Linked DNA regions of Macaca mulatta: region 1 is linked to region 2. A link is a contact called in public Hi-C data. All regions are on one chromosome and are shown on one strand. Each heading gives the region's core, a stretch centred on a gene start, on an enhancer-like site or on the middle of the called end of the contact. The rest is flanking DNA. Distances are from core to core; before and after follow the strand shown.

Region 1 (3,271 bases), core at 488-2,987, 1.8 Mb before region 2:
AACAGTTTGGGTGGAAGACGTGCTCCGACATTCGGCCTGGGTTTAGGCCTTGGCAAACAGAGCTGTTGTCTTCATTGGACACAACAGGCAAAAGGCCAGAGACAAACTTTTCAAGGCCCTCTGAGCATATTTGAGACCAGTTGAGGATGAGGGGGGAGAAAATCATTGGCTCCAAGAGAAGAAAAATACTATCAACTGCAAATAAATAATAATGTTATCAATAAAACTAGCAAATATTCTCATTTTAAGCTGAAAATATTATGTTTCATAAGGGGTATGAGTGTATTTTAGTATTCTGACATGGCACAGGACAGGACAACACAAAGCAGACATGCCCTGCCTGGGGAGATTTCATGAAGGCCTCGTGGGTAAACGGGGCTGTCTTTCTCTCATCGACCTCACTAGAAACCACCTAGGTTGCTCCGAAAGAGAAGGCTTTTGTGGTGGGATGAGAGAGGCTTTTATTCCCCCTCATAAATCGGAGAGTTTAAACTTCACTGGCAAGAGGAAGATTTAAGAATTAAAATGATGAAAACTTATAAAATCTTTCCAACAGGACGGTAATTGCAGTAATAATCCCCTTTGTTATAGAAGCTACTGTATTATGGGTGACCTTGACTTCCATTATGTACTGTTACCTTTAGCTCGGAATCTATAACTCAGGGGACTATTAATTATCTTGCCATAAGTGCCGGCCAGAGTGGGGGGCTTTCTGAAAGAGTAAATGCCACATCGATATGAAGTGGAGTTTCTCTGCTGCTCGACGGCTGTTATCAGCGATTAGGGTTCAGCAGCCCGTGGTCAAAGCCAGAAGATTATTCCTGCTTAGGTTCCACACCACCTCAAACTTTTCTGATCACCATGACCTCTATCTGTGATTTATCCCAGCTTGTGAAACACAACAGTTTGTATATACAATTTAAACACTCCTACTTCTTCATCAACCACATCCCTGGGGTGTGCTCTGCTGCTAAAGTAAAATACTCTCTTTTCAAATATTGTTTTCTTTGGGGTATTTTTTTGCAATTTACAGTTTGTCCCATGGAATGATACATTCCCATCTTCTATCATGTATTCTTATCGGGATAGAGAACATTAATTATACTATATCCAGCTCAATAAATGTTGACTATCCTATGTTGGGAGTGATGCAAAGAATTTTTTTTAATAAGCTAGAAATCAGATTAAAGGAAGGCCTTTCATTTACCATCTTTTTCTTAAAAGGGCTAGCTCGAACCAACAGTCTGACTACTCAGCATCCGTTGGAAATTGTATCCTTCGATTTCAATCTTCGGTTACAGCCGAGAAACTATACTGAGAAGTTCTCAGCAGTCATGACTAAGCCCAAAGCAAAATTTCCATTTTCCCCCCTAATGCCCTAATTGAATTTAGGAGTCGGTTATGTTTTGCATAGGCATCTACCCCACATCAAGGGCAGACATTCAAAAAGAGTCTTATGGAGTGGATCAGATAAATATGGGCTGCAAATGTGCTGATTTACCCCAGCTTGTAAAACAAAACAATTTACGTATACAATTTAAACATTCTTTCTAGTTTTTCACAAACCACATCCCTTGGGTGTATAATTGAGATTTCCTTGCCACCCAGAAGATAGTGAGATAGTCCGCCGGGCTTTGTTCCCCTTCTGCGGGAGGGCGACGGGGCGCTGTGAGCTGCTGCTTAGAAATGAGCTGCCGGCAGCTTCGGATTCGCGGCTGTCAGATGCTGGACCAGGCCGGCAACGCTAGAGTGCAGGCTGACATAAGGATTAGGGACGCGCTGCAGCCAGCCCGTCGGAAAAGGCAGAAGCCTCTGCCAATAGAGGCGTTGTCTGTTACCTTCTTTATTTAGGCTTCGGGAGAGAAACCGGAGCCGAAGTAGGTAGGGGGAAAGAGGACATATTTGATGCTCAAAGGCCCCCGCCAGCTTCAGTCACATTGCCATGAGCCGGCTATCCGTATAAAATGCAAAACAGCAGCCCGAAAGGCATGCTTTTCTCCCTTGGTTCTCCCTTGGTAGAGCCCTGGAGGAGAGGATGTAGATCTTCCCGTAGGTGAGGCTGCGATCTGTCCAAGGACCTAAAACCAACTTCAGTAATCAGGGACCTGGGCACCTTTCTCCTAACTAAGGTCAGAGTAACTACAGTAAGGTGATTCAACCTAACTATCCATCAGTAAGAGAATGAGAGAGAGAGAGAGAAAAAAAGAATAAAGGAAGTGACAGAATCACATAGTGGAATACTACATCACAGTTAAAAGGAATGAACTAGGTTGACAGTTGGAAAAAATAAGTTGTAGAATTTCACAAACACACCAAGTGATACTCCCCATGGCTTCTGGATTCCTCTAGATGTAGGAAAAGTACAAAAATGAAGCAAGAAGGAAACATACAACATTCAGTCCAGCCGCTGGAGAAGGAGGAAGGGAAAGAGAAGGTTAAGATAGAGACGGGACAAAAGAAACTTTGGATTTATGTGCATTCATTTTTACTAAAGTAATCTGGAGCAAATATGGCTTTTAAAAGACATGTTTTTCTTTCTGTTTTGTGGGATTTTGTTCGTTTGTATTATTCTCAGTACTTTTTGTATTTACAGTGGTTCATTTTAAACAAAAATAATTAGAAATATGAGTGAGTGTAAACCACAGACAGACGCCCACTTTCAACATAACTCCGGTGTTGGGTCCATAAGCTCCCAAGTCAGAATACAGCGGAGAAGTTGGAGAAGTCAGTCACCTTTATAATTTTAAATGGCACCATCTGGGTGTTACTGAGTCTCTTTTCTCCCCCCACCCCCCGCCCCTCTCCTTTTAGTCAAATTAAACTTATTGATTAAAGCCCATTAGTATGTAATGGATTGTTAATTTGACTCTTTTTACAAATCATATTTATCTGCACCAATAAAATATTTGGATTTAATATTCATATGTCACATTTATGGTGATGTTGATTGAGGGCCAAGCAATTTGAAGTGAAAGCAGACACTTCGTCCTTTATTCACACAAGAGAAATGCACAATTAGCTCCATGCACTCCTCCAGAGGTGAGAAACTTAAATATAAAGAAAATTAGAGAAAAGGAGAGAAACGTGCCCCCCCTTTTTTGCAGACATGAAAGAAACTCCATATAGTGTTTGCACACTATTCAGCAATGGGCTAGAATTGGTGCGTCCTCCTCGCGTGTTACTCAAGTTATTTATAATGTGGTTGCAAAATCCCAGCTAGGAACAAAAAGTCAGATTTTTGGTAAACATCGATTAAGCTGTGGCCTCTTGT
Region 2 (3,238 bases), core at 679-3,178:
GCCACCATGGGAGATGGAAACTCTGCGAGGCTGAGGCCTTTTCTACCCAGACTCATCCAGTAGCTAGGTTGCCTTGAAACTCTGTTCACCTCTCTAAGGCCTACCCAGAAAGCAAGACTCCAGAGCTCTCTACTCAGACCCAACAAAGTTGTCTGGGAATCAGTGGTTTCCCAACCCACTGCCCCCAGGTTTAGGTCTATGGGGCATGTACAGGGCACCTTCTCAAGGACCCAGCAGCATCTGCACTATCCTCTTCAACTCACCCTCTGCCCTCCTCCTAGCCAGCCCAAGGATGTGAAGACATCCTCTTTCTTTTCTTTTCTTTTCTTTTTTTTGTTTGTTTTTTGAGATAGGGTCTCACTCTGTTGCCCCGGCTGGAGTGCAGTGGCACGATCGCAGCTCACTACAATCTCTGCCTCCCGGGTTCAAGCAATTCTCCAGCCTCAGCTTCCCCAGTAACTGGGATTACAGGTGTGTGCCACTATACCTGGCTAATTTTTGTATTTTTAGTAGAGACAGGGTTTCACCACGTTGGCCAGGCTGGTCTTGAATTCCTGACTTCAACTGATCCGCCTGCCTCAGACTCCCAAAGTGCTGGGATTACAGGCGTGAGCCACCGCACCAGGCGCGACATCCTCTTTCAAGGCTCACAGTCACCTAAAGCTATATGGAGTCACTTTGGCAGCTCCAGTGCCTTTGTCTCTGGTATAAATTCCTCACTTACTTCTCTTGCAACAGTGAGCCTCGCAAGAATGCACCAAGTTAACAGGAAAGACTGCAGTGCAGATGAGATGACCTTCAAATGGTCATCTCATCACCCAGATGCGCACCCAAGTAATCAGAATCCAAGGCGAATCTAGAATACCATCAAGTGCCGTCACAAAGTCCTTCCACAGAAGAGAGAAAGAAATTCCCACCTGAGGCAAGCTAAGAGGGCTGCTTGAAGGAGGCAGGGGCATGTGACCTGGTCTCAGGGGATGAGTAAAATCTCAGCTGGTGGAGGAGGAATGGGACCCAAGGCACGAAGCATCCAGATAGCCTGGGTCGGCCTCATCTCCCCAGCCTGGGATTGGGGAAGGGAGAAGGGAGATCTATACCCTAGAACCTCAGTCAAGGAGGTTGGACTTCCCCAGAATGAGGGCAGGGAGGAAGCCATGGAATACTTCGGAGGAAGGAGTGACATGATGAGACACCGCAGGCCAGTGGGGAGTCATGCAGAGTCACATGTGGAAATGTCCTTTGTCTCAAGACTCTGGCTGCAGGGCTGTGTGTGTGGAGAGAGTGGGGAAGAGAAGAGGGAGGAGATGGGGAAGAAAGAAGTGAGGGAGGTGGGGGTGGTGCAGAAAGAGGGGAGATGGAGCAGGAAGGGGGAGAAAGAACAGATGTGGGGAGACAGTGGAGTTTGCGCCCGCCCAGCTCGCAGAGGCCCCCATTTGCGGGTGTGAAAACCCACCCTGAACTTCTCTGGCCCAGGAAGTCCGGGGAGCCCCAGGTGCTTCGCTTGTGAGTGGCTCTTGTGAAAAGAAGGCAAGAGAATGTGAGGAAAAGTTGGATTCAGGTCTGATTTTTCTAAACACATTCACCAGCTGAGGCACGACTGACAGCCCCGGGATGCCCTCAAGCAGAGAAATTGTCAGAGAAGAAGGTGAGAGGAGGTGATAATTGCTGGGAGAATGAAAGCCGAAGCCACCCCAGCGAGTCTCTTGGCTTCTCCAAGCCCAGTCAGCGTCAGAGAAAATAGACGTCTGAGTTTTCTGGTTGTTCACACTCAGAAACTAAAGCCAGAAAAGTTCCAAACATCTGGCTTTTACAGCACAAAACCCCCAACGCACGTGGTAGGATCGTATTTAGTAATGTTATGGCTCCATCTACAGCCGGAGGAAGGATCGTCACTGCTAGATTTCGCCATGAGCAAGAATCCGGCCTTTGAGCTGCACAAGCTCATTGCAATTAACGCTAATAAAGCTCATTCCTGTATCTGTGCTGTTTATTCAACGCAGACTTGGAACCACACTGGAAGTTATTTATTTCAGACTGTGTCTACAACAGCAGCTGTTCAGAATATACTAGCATCTTTTTAGCCAAAATTGGTTTGGAATTTCTATTTTAAACCACTGTTTGTTATGAATTGAGTTAAATGGTTTTTTTAAAAAACACATTTTCCCTATTTTAACAATGGAAAAAATAAAAGCCCTTAAAATACTAACATTGCATTTTCTTTCGTTCATTCAACAGCTGATTAGCACCTACTATGTGTCTGGTTCTATGTTAAGTGCAATAATTAAGTCAGATCTGAATGCATCCTATTATTTACTCATCAGAGGGTATTTTTGCTACTTGTCCTTTATGTCTGGAACATTTCCACAGGAATAGTGGGAGAGGAAGAACCGAGACAACCGTGAATACAGTGTTTGGGACAAGTTAGAAACACAAGGAACATAGAATCTTTTCATGACAAAGTGGAAGCTGGAAGTCAGTCCCATAAAGGCCAGTAAGATCTTGTTCTATTATTTTTTTCCTCCTCAGAAGTGGAATTAGCTTTTTCCTACTTAAAAAGTTACCAGCTGGGGTCAGGTACGGTGGCTCACGCCAGTAATCCCAGCACTTTGGGAGATTGAGACGGGCAGATTGCTTGCACCCAGTAGTTCAAAACCAGCCTGGGCAACATCGGGAGAGCCCCATCTCTACAAAAATACAAAAAGTAGCCATGTGTCGTGGTGCACACCTGTAGTCCCAACTACTTGGGAGGCTGGGGGTGGGCGGATCGCTTGAGCCTGGGAGGTTGAGGCTGCAGTGAGCCAAGATCACACCACTGCATAACAGCCTGGGTGCTGGCTCATGTCTGTAATCCCAGCACTTTGGGAGGTTTGGATGGGGGGATCCCTTGAGCCCAGGAGTTTGAGATCAGCCCAGGCAACATAGTGAGACTCTGTCTCTACCCCAAAAAAAAAAAAAAAAAAAAAATTTAAATAGCTGGATGCAGTGGCACACGCCTGTAGTCCCAGCTATTTGGGAGGCTGAGGCAGAAGGATTGCTTGAGCTCAGAAGTTCAAGGTTGTAGTGAGCTACGATCGCACCACTGCACTCCAGCCTGGGCAACAGAGCAAGACCCTGTCACTGAAAATAAATAAATAAATAATATTTGCTTTGTGCAGAAAACTTGGAAAACAAGACAAAAAGGAATTCTAAAGATCTCGGTTATAATCCTATCAACCAAAGATGACCGCTGTTAATTTTA

What was found. Hi-C and Micro-C count contacts between places; a contact is called where the count stands out from the background.
Region 1: a contact with region 2 is called in a Hi-C map of fetal cortex germinal zone, with 5 times the contacts expected there. The contact joins two enhancer-like sites. A contact is called at or near these places in 2 of 14 Hi-C or Micro-C datasets (fetal cortex germinal zone and fetal cortical plate).

What each region holds. Positions count from the first base shown.
Region 1 is chr20:50,854,162-50,857,432 of T2T-MMU8v2.0, reverse strand. No RefSeq gene overlaps it. Among named protein-coding and RNA genes, the nearest start is that of IRX6, 48 kb to the right of the region's middle. Within about 2 kb of position 1,737, at least 15 of the 40 cell types and tissues checked have an H3K27ac peak or open chromatin away from gene starts, as enhancers often do. A contact at or near this core is called in fetal cortex germinal zone, where this site is marked.
Region 2 is chr20:49,032,256-49,035,493 of T2T-MMU8v2.0, reverse strand. No RefSeq gene overlaps it. Among named protein-coding and RNA genes, the nearest start is that of AKTIP, 46 kb to the right of the region's middle. Within about 2 kb of position 1,928, at least 2 of the 40 cell types and tissues checked have an H3K27ac peak or open chromatin away from gene starts, as enhancers often do. A contact at or near this core is called in fetal cortex germinal zone, where this site is marked.